Linked DNA regions of Mus musculus: region 1 is linked to region 2. A link is a contact called in public promoter capture Hi-C data. All regions are on one chromosome and are shown on one strand. Each heading gives the region's core, a stretch centred on a gene start, on an enhancer-like site or on the middle of the called end of the contact. The rest is flanking DNA. Distances are from core to core; before and after follow the strand shown.

Region 1 (5,340 bases), core at 2,464-4,963, 700 kb after region 2:
AGTAGCAAGAATCTAAATGAGTTAAGGGACAATTGTCACTGGATTCAGCTGGAAAACAACAGCACCAAATCAAGTTGTGCCACCTTCAGCAGGCCCATGTCTCAGGGGCCTGGGTTTCCTGACCTTTGGCCCAGATGGCCCTGCGTATTACACAGGAAGCCCTATTGGCTGCCTGCTCCTGCTCATTTTCCTGTGCTGAATGGATGGGTAGTGTCTCTCTGGCACCTTCACTGAGACACTGAGTAAGGCAAGTAACTGCCCCCTTCCTTTGGTCCTGAGGGCTGTTGTGGAGTTAAATGAAGGGCCCATGAAGTGTGGTTGGGCTGAATAAAATGGGAACTGTACTTTTGTAATGTTGTTGATAATAACAATGAGGAGGAGGAAGGGGAGGAGGACGAGGAAGGTTATAGTGATAACAATGATGTTGATAATAATGATGATGATGAGGAAGATGGGGAGGAGGGGGTGGGGAGGAAGATGGAGAGGAAGAGGAAGGTTATGGTGATAACAATAATGTTGATAATAATGAGGAGGAGGAGGAGGAGGAGGAAGGGGAGGAGGGGGATGGGGAGGGAGATGGGGAGGATGAGGAAGGTTAGAGTGATAATGACAGCTAAAACCCAGTTTCCTGAGAGGACCAAGAAGCAGTCTCCATTTGCCTAATAAGCATGACCCTGGTGAGTGCAGAGCCTGCTATAGATTGAGACCTCAAAGAGACCTTGTTTCAAGGACAGTATCCATTCTTGATGAAATACCACAGGGCTAGGGAGCCCAGAACAGATGCAAGAGGCTGGTGACATCTCTGAGGACATACCTGTCCTGGTGACAGTATCTCCTGGCAACTGGTATATACCCCAAGGTCTTCCCAAGGTTCACAGTCATAAGAGTCTCACTCTTCCTCCACAGTGAGGAAGGCAGGACACCAGGCAGGACCTTCAAGCTCTCACAGCACTTCCACCAGAAGCAGACAGAGTTTGTGCTGTGGAGACCTCTGCACAAAATGTCTCAGGGCAGATATCCCATGATGATGAAGACAAGAGGAGACAGGGCCACAAGTCCCAGGTTAGTCCCAGGTTGAGCCTACCATGACAGCAGGATTCTGGGCAACTTCCACTGTCATCAAGTCTGAAGCACTTTCTGTTTGTCACAGTGCTAGGTTACAAAGGTAACCGTGTACATCTTTCCCTGGGTCCTGGTAGTCTGAACTCAGGTCCTGCTGCTTGCACGTCACGCTCTTTACTTACCATGGAGCCACCCCCTCAATGCACAAACTGTGGTTTCGGGCACCCGTTTTCACACTTGTCCTTAGTCTTTTTCCTGCCTTGTTCAATAACTCTCTTCTAATTACTTAAGAGACCCGTCAGTCCATCCCTGCTATTTCTTATGGTAAGAGGCCATTGGCTGTCAGAATCCACATGACTGCCTGACCTCTATATGACGGATCAAAATCAATGCCTAAAACAAAACACAACACCACCAAGCCATAATCCAGCAATCCTCACATGAGGTTTGAAGACACAAAACCCAGCGATAGGCTCACTGCTGTGACCTGCATATATGTGACGACATGGGAACCCATGTAAGTGTGCTCAGCCCACAGACATACTGTGCCACAATTCTTGATCCCATGACGTGGCATTTCTCTGGTTACTTGGACAGCTTACTTACCAAGAGCACCAAACCAACTAGGAATGATGGGCTCTCTCTATTGGCTACCTCTGGCTTGTCAATCACTTTCTGTAAAAGTCCTGTGGCCAACTACAAACATGCAAACTATGTGCCTTCAGAGGACTGGAAACTAAGTGGACCAGGGAGAGGTAAGATACTGGAGTCCTGCCTCCATCCAGGCCCTTTCCTGAATTCCTGGCAGGTGCTAACTCCTTGGGCCCCTTGCGCGGGGGTAGATGAACAATGATCTAGAAGTCCAAGGTCTCCAGAAGTGGGTCAGCAGGACCTGGGGCCCACTGGCCTCCCTTCTAATCCAATCTTAATCTTGCTATCCAAGTTTTGTGGCTTCAGGGTGTGGCCCCAGAGAGCTGGGACCCACCCACAGTTATCTAAACACAGATAAACAATCTTCAGGCAGAGCCACAGAACTAGCCAGGAAAAGATTCAAACCCTGTGTTGACCTGTGAAGCCTTTGGCGACTCCTTGGGTTCCGTGTATAGAACTGCTCTAGGATAGGAATTCTTCTCAAAGGTATTTGGAGGCTTTCTTTCTCTGAAGCTTGCACTCTGATTTATTTAAGCCAAGTTAGTGCCTGCCTCTTGTGGAAGCCAGCTTCAAAATTCATGTCTCACCCGATTCTCCCAATCATAAGGGTGTGAACTATTTCAAAGGGTGGGGTGCGACTGCGGCTCTAGACTACCCTGGTCCTTCCTGCACCCCAGAGTTCGTTTAACAAACTCTGTGCTCGGTCAGGGGCAGGACCCAAAATGATTGTCATCAGCCCAGGCATGCTGAAGAAGCCGAACACAGTATTCCTGACAAGGAGACAGCCAAGAGACCTCTCAGGTACATTCCAGGAGAAAGCTGAACGTGTGTGACTATCCTCTTCACAGAGGGCCAGGCAATGCTGATATCATGCAAAGACCCGAGCCGGCAAACTCCTGTTACGCTCAGAGTGAATGGAGCTGCTCTCAGGGCTCATTCAGTTAGGTTGCTGACTCATTCTTAACCCGGGAAGCCCCACACGCCCCAGTGAGTTGCTCAGAACAGGCTCCTGTCTTCCCTGCAGCCTGCTATGCAGCTTTTTAAGCAAATGACCGCTTTTTAGATTTGCTTTAAAAGTGGCACAGCAGTTACTGTAACTGTTTATTTGACAGTAAAGATGTTTGTAAGAATAGCAGTAACTCAGCCCACTCCCTTCCCCCATCTTCCACCATGCCCTTCCTGGTCCCTAGCCTGTGGCTTTTCTTTCTGCTTTTGAACACATTTTCCACCTGGAGCGTTAAAGGGAAGCACGGGATGTAGCGTGTTCAGAGAAAAGACAAAATTCTGCCTCGCTGCCATACTTCTTGCCCTGAAGCTGGACAGCTCAGGCCTGGCTGCCTGAGTCAGAGACCAGAAGCTGCCCCCGGGGTTGGCTCTTCCTTCTGCTTCTTAGGAGCGGAAACTAGTTCAACCTCAGTGCCCAGTTAACACAAACTCACCCACCTCCGTCTCTGACCTTCACTTTAGCTTCTAGCTAGGAATCCGTGGTGGCTTCCTTCCCAGGCAAGCCTCACGCTCTCCTCTGAGACAGCATAACACACAGCCACCATCCACAAGGCACAGCTCAGAAACTTCCTCCAAGAGTCCCGCAACAGACACAACAGGTGGGCTGGAGGCAGAGGGAGCCACTTTTCTGACCTCACAAAACCTTCAAAGTCTGGGAGAAGCAGTGTCTACCCCAGAACACAGCAGCTGTCACAGCTCAGAGGTGCACGGAAAACATCTTTGACTGAGAGTACTCACCAGGGAGAAGCTGATAGACGGGTCCGCCTGCCTTCCCAGCCACTGTGCTGTGAAGATCCCAAGATATGCGCAGCTTGCCTGGAAAGTCACTTTGAAACTTAGAAAGCAGACACTGCAAAGTCACCCAGTCCCCTCATTCTCAGAGATGTCCACATGATTAGGAAAAAAAAAAAAAAAGACAAGAAAAGAAAAAAAAAAACTGCAAAGCAGACACCTCAGTCTTCATTGTCACTGGAACCAGATGACTCGTGCTGACTCAGAGCCACCACTTCCTCTCCCGACATTCTCTTCATACTTTGTGAGCCCGCCTGGTCTGGTTCCCAGGGTCTCTACCACCCTTCCGGAAAGAGCAGCTTCCCAGACCTTGGGTGTGGAAGCCCCAGGCTTGTAGCCAGTGATCACCCTCATCAGGGAGGAGACGCTTTGGTTAGGAGACTTGGGGGTAACTGAAAATAAAAGGCAGAGATCTCACATGCACACGGGTGCTGTAACACGCTGGCCGTCCACAGAAGAGGGAAGAACCCATTTTTGCTATTTCCTTAAGGCATCTGAGTTTGCTTGGCCCTGATATCCCCTATTTCAGTCCATGATTTTTTTTTTTCTGCACAGAGTTTTGATCTAAAATCATTATATCTATTCTGAGCTGGCTGTTAGCATGTGTGACTTAGTCTTGCTAGGCTAAATCACATGAATAAAAGAACCAAGGAGTAAAAAACAAAGTTATGGTTCTCTAACTTTGAAAGAATCCTGAACGTTTCCATGCAAGAACCAAGAGCCCGCCTCTATGTCTGAGTTTTCTTTTGAATGATGCAGAGGGCGGGGCTGTCTTCCGCAGCTTCAAGCTTTTTTGAACTATGAGAAGTACTCCAGAGAAAGCGGAACCCATGTACCACTGAGCAGCCTCTGGTGAGGCCAGGTAGGGTTGCTGTGATTGTTGATATCTTTGCCCACCCCTCCCTGCCCCCAAAAGTCAGCACTGTCCAAAAAAAAAAAAAAAAAAAAAAAAAAAAAGCAGAGGTTTCACTTTTGAAACGTACATTTCAGTATATCAGAGAATCTTAACACAGCATACGTAAGAGCAGATATGTGTGCCAGAGAGTCTCTTAAACAGGTTAGGGAAAAGCTAACAGTATAGGCAGGGAGGAGAGAGAATTTGGGGGTACAGGGGCAAGGGAAGAAACTCATCCATTCATAGGTCAAGACCCCTCTGAGGGTCAAATGACCCTTTCCCAGGGGACAACCAAGACCATTGGAAATCACAGATATTTATATTATAATTCATAACAGTAGCAAAACTCCAGTTATGAAGTAGCAATGGAAATAATCTCCAGTTGGGGCTCCCCACAACATGAGGAGCTTATTAAAGGAGTAGCAGGGCTAGGAAGGTTGAGAATGTTCAGTCCTAAGGAGACGGAGGATTTGGCCTTGGCAACAGCTTGCAAGTACATTGTCCTCTAAAGCCTCCAAACACCAGTCCAGCTCCTCCAGGACATCGTGTTGTTTGAGCAGGCTATCTAGCACAGTCTGCCCAGACTTCCGAGAACAGCAAAATATATGAGGGGAGGGCTTTTCAATACAAACCATAACTGGTTATCATTAAAAGACCGATATACTTGGCCCATTTGCAAAATCCAGACAATGGTAGTTCCTTCCTCTGTATGAAAATGAAAAGCTAACTCCAGGGTCTGTAACTGTGGTGAGTGTCTCTGTTCTCTTATACCACTGAGCAGGTCAAAGCTGGCCTCTGACAATGTGTGTGGTTTGCTGTTGAAAGTTTTCCTACCAGTATAGTATTTGAGTCACGGGCCACAACCAAAAGTCTAGGCTCAAAGAGACGACTTGCACACTAAAGAGGTAACCTCTTGTTAAAATTCAGAGCCTATG
Region 2 (5,897 bases), core at 1,834-4,333:
GTATACTCTTCAGCTACATTTCTGTATATAACTAGAATAATTATTGTGTAAAAATGCTGATTTCTAAGAGACTGTTTGGAATAGTGAGAAAGTGGGATGGGTTGGGGAAGTCTCGAGAGTAGCGAAAGGGGGGCTTTTGTGTGATGGGACAGTCCTGAGCCTCAGTTGCTCTCAGATAAATCTACTCCAAATGGGAGATCTGTCTTCCCAACCTGTTTCCCGGTTTGAAAACAATGCTGGTTAGGAAAGACATGGCCACTGGGAAGATGCAGGGAATACAGGCTCCTGTTAGAACCATCACTATCACAAAATAAAACATTTTAAATGTGAATTTTAATGCTGAAGATTGGGAGGGAAAGCACTGTGGGCAACAAAGGTCACTGGAGTAGGCTACTGGGAGCCTGAACCACCTTTGCTGTCATCTCCAAGAACCACCAAAAGCTAGAGCCACCTCCAAGGTGGCTCATGGCTAGCAAGGGAGAGCTTGTCTGATGTGATCTGACAATGGATCTGCTCACTCTTGGTTTCCATGTGGTGCTCCACACATGCATACACACGCGCGTACACACACACACACACACACACACACACACACACACACTCACATACACATGGTGGTTAGGAGAGGTCACTGTAGACACCATGTGTCTATGTCACCCTACTGAAGAATCACTGCATCCTAGTACTTGGGCTCTGCTTTCTGTGCTCTGCACAAGTGTCCTGGTCTCCCTGCTTTCTAATGCCTTCTATACAGACTTTTGTCTCAGACCAGAGGGCTAAGGGTCAGGGGTCCCTGGAGGCATGGTGCTTTTACACTGCCCCAGTGGACAGTGGAGGGAGAAGACATCAGAGCAGCAGAGCCAAAGAAGGGCCTGGGACAAACTGATTCAGCACCCAGAACAGCTTCCCAGCTTCTTCTGCCCATGACATCAAAATCTGATCTTTTCCCTTCCTTTCCCATGCTCCATACAGGCACACACATTATCCTGGAGTTCTTCTATGCATGCTCATAGCAGGTACAAGAAGCATGTGCAGAATAATGCACTCAACACACACACTCAGATACAGATATTTTACACACACACACACACACTCAGATACATTCATACATACACACACACTCACACACACACTCACACACATGTTCACACACAGACTCACCCATGCACACAGACCCCCCCTCACTTGCATATGCACACACACACACACACACACACACACACACACACACACACAGATGATGCATGTGCTCCGTCTGTGAACACAATTCTGCATTTTCTAAGTTTTCATCAATGAATGAAGATGACTTCCAAATGAAAACTAGAGTTACAGCGAGCAAACACAGACAGGGCTAACTGCAACAAGGGTCTGTCACAGCCGGCCGGCCAGTGCTTTCTCCAAAATACCAAGATGGAGGCAGAGGAACCGCCCCTGACTGAAGGGGAAAGGACAGCCAACACAATCAGGAGTTTTGACCTGGCTCCTGGGCTAGGGAAAGGATATTAGTGGGGAAATGAGCAAATAGAACAACAATGGTCAATGGCAGAGTGCTAACTTTAACTTCCTGGTTTGGAGAGCCCTGTGGGGTTCCGAGTGAGGAGCAGACTTCCTATGCTGCCGCTATGGCTTTAGGAGAAATCTAAAACTATTTAAAAATAAGTCAAGAAAATCAAATCAATGACAATGACCTCATCCCCTCAAAGTCCCAGGACACCATGAAAGTACTTTTCCAGGAATCCAACTGCAGGGGACAACTGTCAGCACCTCTAGTGACAACTCTCTACCTGGCTGCTCTCCTGCCTCAGGAATCCAGCCTTCTTCCAGGGAGTGACAGGCCTAGACCCCTCCCTCCTCTGGCCAGGACAGTGTGCTGCATTCTAAAAAATGCCCCCAAACCTCTCTCCAGCCACAGAGACCCCTGGGAGGTAGCCACTCCTCTGATGATGATTTGCGTGACTGGCAAGCTCAATAGAATGTGGCAGAGCCATCCTGTCACCCATGCGACTGTTCCAAAGTGAGGCCCACACCCAGGGCCTGGCACACAGCTCAGGATCTGATCAGCTTGGCTGGATGCCCACGTTTGTGGGGGACTGGTGCTAGAAGAAACCTGCCTCTTAGGTGGAGTCTCTATCAAGGCCACCCACCTGTGGGACCCACAAGGACGCTTCCCAAGAATGGCTGTTGTTTAAGCAATTTGCCTAAAGGTCACTCAATGGGACCTAACCTTCCATGAAGACCAGAAGGGAAAGCGTTGGCCACACCCATTTTATGTAACCTGTCCTACTCCAAGTCTTCCTCCCCGCCCAGAGGCAGCATGGTCAAATTCAGGGCTAGGAAGAAAATTTCACCCACAAACTAGATATTACAGGAGGCGTGGCAGGGAGTAGGGGAGGTGGATAGTAGCAGGAGCCAGCTGAGGAAATACTGAATGCATTGCCGAGTGCTGGCAGGGTTCAGCGCCTAGTTCTGCTCTGCCGTGTCCCAGAGTCGGGCAGCAACAAGTTTCCCAGAGTCACCTGGGCGGTTCAGATTGTTTTATGGACGATGCTGTCATGAGCTCCCTTCGGCAGGGAACACACGTAAATCAAAGTTCAAAGTCAGCTGATGTGATTTGAGAAAATACTGGGAGACCTTCTTTCAGAAGGCCCTTTAGAGAGACCCCTAGTTCTTTGAACTTTAGTAAAGTACAAACAGCTAGGGGGAAAGAAACCAGGCAGTAGAAGTTTCTTAGAGGTCTGGATAGTCTAGAAGGTGGCTGGACCCCTCCAGCAAGAAAGTGGCCTGGGGATTAGCTCCTCATCCTTTGGGAAAGAGGAAAACTTGCTCTAGAGGAACCCAGCCTGGGAAACCCACAGGGAAAGAGGGAGCCTGAAGTTAACTGCCAGCGAGGTTCCCTGCCGGGTCTGCCCCTCCCTCCCCGCAGGTGGGGGCAGTCAACTCACCAGCTCCGGTAGGAAGAAGGCAAAGGGGATGGTGAGGAACAAGGCGGCGACCCCCGAGGGCACGTCAGGCGGGGCGTAGCTGGTGGCCGGCGGTGTGTCCCGGGAGGCCATGCTGTCACCTCTGCTGGCGTCTTTACTCCGTAGCACTCGCCTGCGCCCGCAGCTGTTCAAGAATCACCTCCCGCCCGACAGACAGACACACCCATCGGTCGGAGGGACGTCGCCTGGGAGGGGAAAAGAAAGGTTCCAGTAGAGCGGGGGCCCTTCTGTGCACTGTGCTAGCCAGGAGAGGGGACAGGACCAGCCTCGCAGAGGGTCTTTCTAGACTTTCCCTGCTAAGGAACTTTGAATGCTGGAGCAAAGGACTCCAGAAGAGATGAAAGGAACAGCTTTGTATGTATGCTCCTGGTGATCTCTATGCTCAGAGTGTAAGCAAGGGCTCTTTTGCTAAGATAAAGATTGTTTACTGAGGACCTACTGTGTGGTTAGCCACCTTCAGACACTTCTGAAGTTCAGATAGACCACCACCACGTGGCTTTGTTGTACCTTTCCAGTTAAGGTCACAGAGTGGTCACAAAAGCAGCATCTGCTTTTGTCCTCAGAGTCTAAATGAAGGATTGGAGCAGCCTGGTTTTCACCTCCCTCCTCAGGTACTCTGAGTCCCTCTTGGGTCCTCCTCTCACTGTCGTTCTAGTCCAGCTAGGACACAGGGTTGGGACCAGGCAGTTCCTTCCTGCTTAGAGCCTGGGGCTGGCTGCTTGGCTGTGCTTCCAGACCCAAAGCTCTTCCTTTCACACAACGCCAGGCAGGGCTGGAGACTGGGCCACCTTCTTCTTTAACAACCCACTAACCTTGGTTTGTTTTCCCACCGCCCTGAGGGAAGGCCTGGCGCCCCAGAGCCTTCTTCCTCCCCTCTTCGGCTCCAGCAGGCCAGTTGAAAAGCCTCCTCAGGAGTAGGAGAGGAGGCATGGAAGAGTTGTCCCAAGGACTGGGGGATGTCCTGCACAAGAGCCCTGTGTCTTGTTCCTTAGCAACAGCAGGGAATTCCAGGGCCTGTCCTGGGCAAGGTGGGAGGAGTAGCTGGTTCGCTCTGCCTGGTCTGGAGCAGCCAGCAGAGTCTGGATACATGAAGCTTGAAGCCAAGGCATTGCAGGGAAAGGCAAAGATCTTCCCAGCAAGCTTCCAGACAGCCTGTCCTCAACCTTTTCCAAGTCCTAGAGCGTATAGTTCACAAGCTCAGGCCCCCACACTGCTGACAGAATGGATCCAAAGCCACCCACCTTTTCTGAATGTCACACACAAGTGCTATGTCTCTCTTTGGGGCTGTGGCCCCCTTGGATGTGACCATAATCTACATGGGGCGTCAGGGAAGATGGGGCAGGGTAAGAGGTACACACAGGTTCCAGGGATTGAGCCCAGCCACCAGGCTTGAGGGACGGTGCCTTTACCTGATAAGCCATCTCACTGGCCTGGAAAGTATCAATTCTGAGTAGACTGTGACGTTAACTATGCACACTGTACTTCCTAGAGCAGCTTCTAAACACGTTCTAGTGACACAGAGACACAGATCATCACTGGTGCTCTTTTTGGATGCTAGCCTCACTCCTGATTCACTGAGAGATCCCGTCTCAAGGGATTATGTCAGAGCATGATAGAGCACACATCTGTATATACACATATTCACATACTGTGAATTCACAGTATGCTGTGCTCACACACGCAAGTTCCAGCAAAGAAAATTTCTACCAGTCAGGAGCTTGTGGCAGTCGAAATGAAGCAATAGTATCGTGGATGATAAAAATATGGGCAAAGTATTACTATGGTTGAGAGCAAAAATCATAGTGCTATTGGGTAATATTTTTAGTTTATATATATCTAATACAAGGACCGCCATATGGGGCAAGAGAGAAGTAAAGAGACCCTATAAAAATAAGGTTTCTGTAGTCTATCTAAAGTGGAATTTTTTTTTACATATTTTAATTTCACCTACTGTTAGGGTGTATGTGTGTGTGAGTGAGTGTGTATGTGTGTGTGTGTGTGTGTGTGTGTGTGAGTACACGAAGGTTTGCCATTTTAGAGTAGTTTATCTCTCTAAAATTTACCTCAATTCTCATTTGCACCATCTGTCTCGTGGTTGAAATGGTTTGTCTTCTTTTGGTTGCAAATAGACTGATTTCCCCTCACTTCTTGGAGCATGGCTATTGTCTTAGTCAGGGTTTCTATTCCTGCACAAACATCATGACCAAGAAGCAAGTTGGGGAGGAAAGGGTTTATTCGGCTTACACTTCCATGCTGCTGTTCATCACCAAAGGAAGTCAGGACTGGAACTCAAGCAGGTCAGGGAGCAGGAGCTGATGCAGAGGCCATGGAGGGATGTTCTTTACTGGCTTGCTTCACCTGGCTTGCTCAGCCTGCTCTCTTATAGAACCCAAGACTACCAGCCCAGAGATGGTCCCACCCACAAGGGGCCTTTCCCCCTTGATCACTAATTGAGAAAATGCCTTACAGTTGGATATCATAGAGGCATTTCCTCAACTGAAGCTCCTTTCTCTGTGATAACCCCAGCTGTGTCAAGTTGACACAAAACTAGCCAGTACAATTGACCCCTTGTCAACTTGACACACAAACACACCACTAGTAAGCCTCAACCCTTACATTCTTATTCATCCCCAAGATCTAAATAACTTTAAAAGTGTCACAGTCTTTACATACTCTTAAAATTTCAATCTCTTTAGAATATCCATCTCTTTTAAAATACAAAGTCTTTTTACAATTAAAAGTCTCTTAACTGTGGGCTCCACTAAAACAGTTTCTTCCTTCAAGAGGGAAAATATCAGGGCACAGCCACAATCAAAAGCAAAAGTCAATCTCCAACCGTCCAATGTCTGGGATCCAACTCACGATCTTCTGGGCTCCTCCAAGGGCTTGGGTCACTTCTCCAGCCCTGCCCTTTGT

The links. Capture Hi-C pulls out chosen DNA fragments and counts their contacts.
Region 1: a promoter capture Hi-C map of adipose tissue shows a contact between it and region 2, with 6 times the contacts expected there. The contact joins the promoter of Morrbid here to the promoter of Mall in region 2. A contact is called at or near these places in 2 of 39 promoter capture datasets (hippocampal neurons and liver), 1 of 115 datasets of contacts at active chromatin or transcription factors (pancreatic cancer cells) and 2 of 9 other capture datasets (adipose tissue and embryonic stem cells).

The regions. Positions count from the first base shown.
Region 1 is chr2:128,425,638-128,430,977 of GRCm38.p6, forward strand. It overlaps Morrbid (myeloid RNA regulator of BCL2L11 induced cell death), which reads right to left and starts at 3,714. Exons shown (of 3, transcript NR_028589.1): 1 at 3,457-3,714. Gm36154 (a long non-coding RNA gene) reads right to left here. Exons shown (of 3, transcript XR_374969.3): 3 at 5,160-5,340.
Region 2 is chr2:127,726,814-127,732,710 of GRCm38.p6, forward strand. Mall (mal, T cell differentiation protein-like) reads right to left here and starts at 3,084. Exons shown (of 4, transcript NM_145532.3): 1 at 2,943-3,084. The coding sequence starts at 3,053.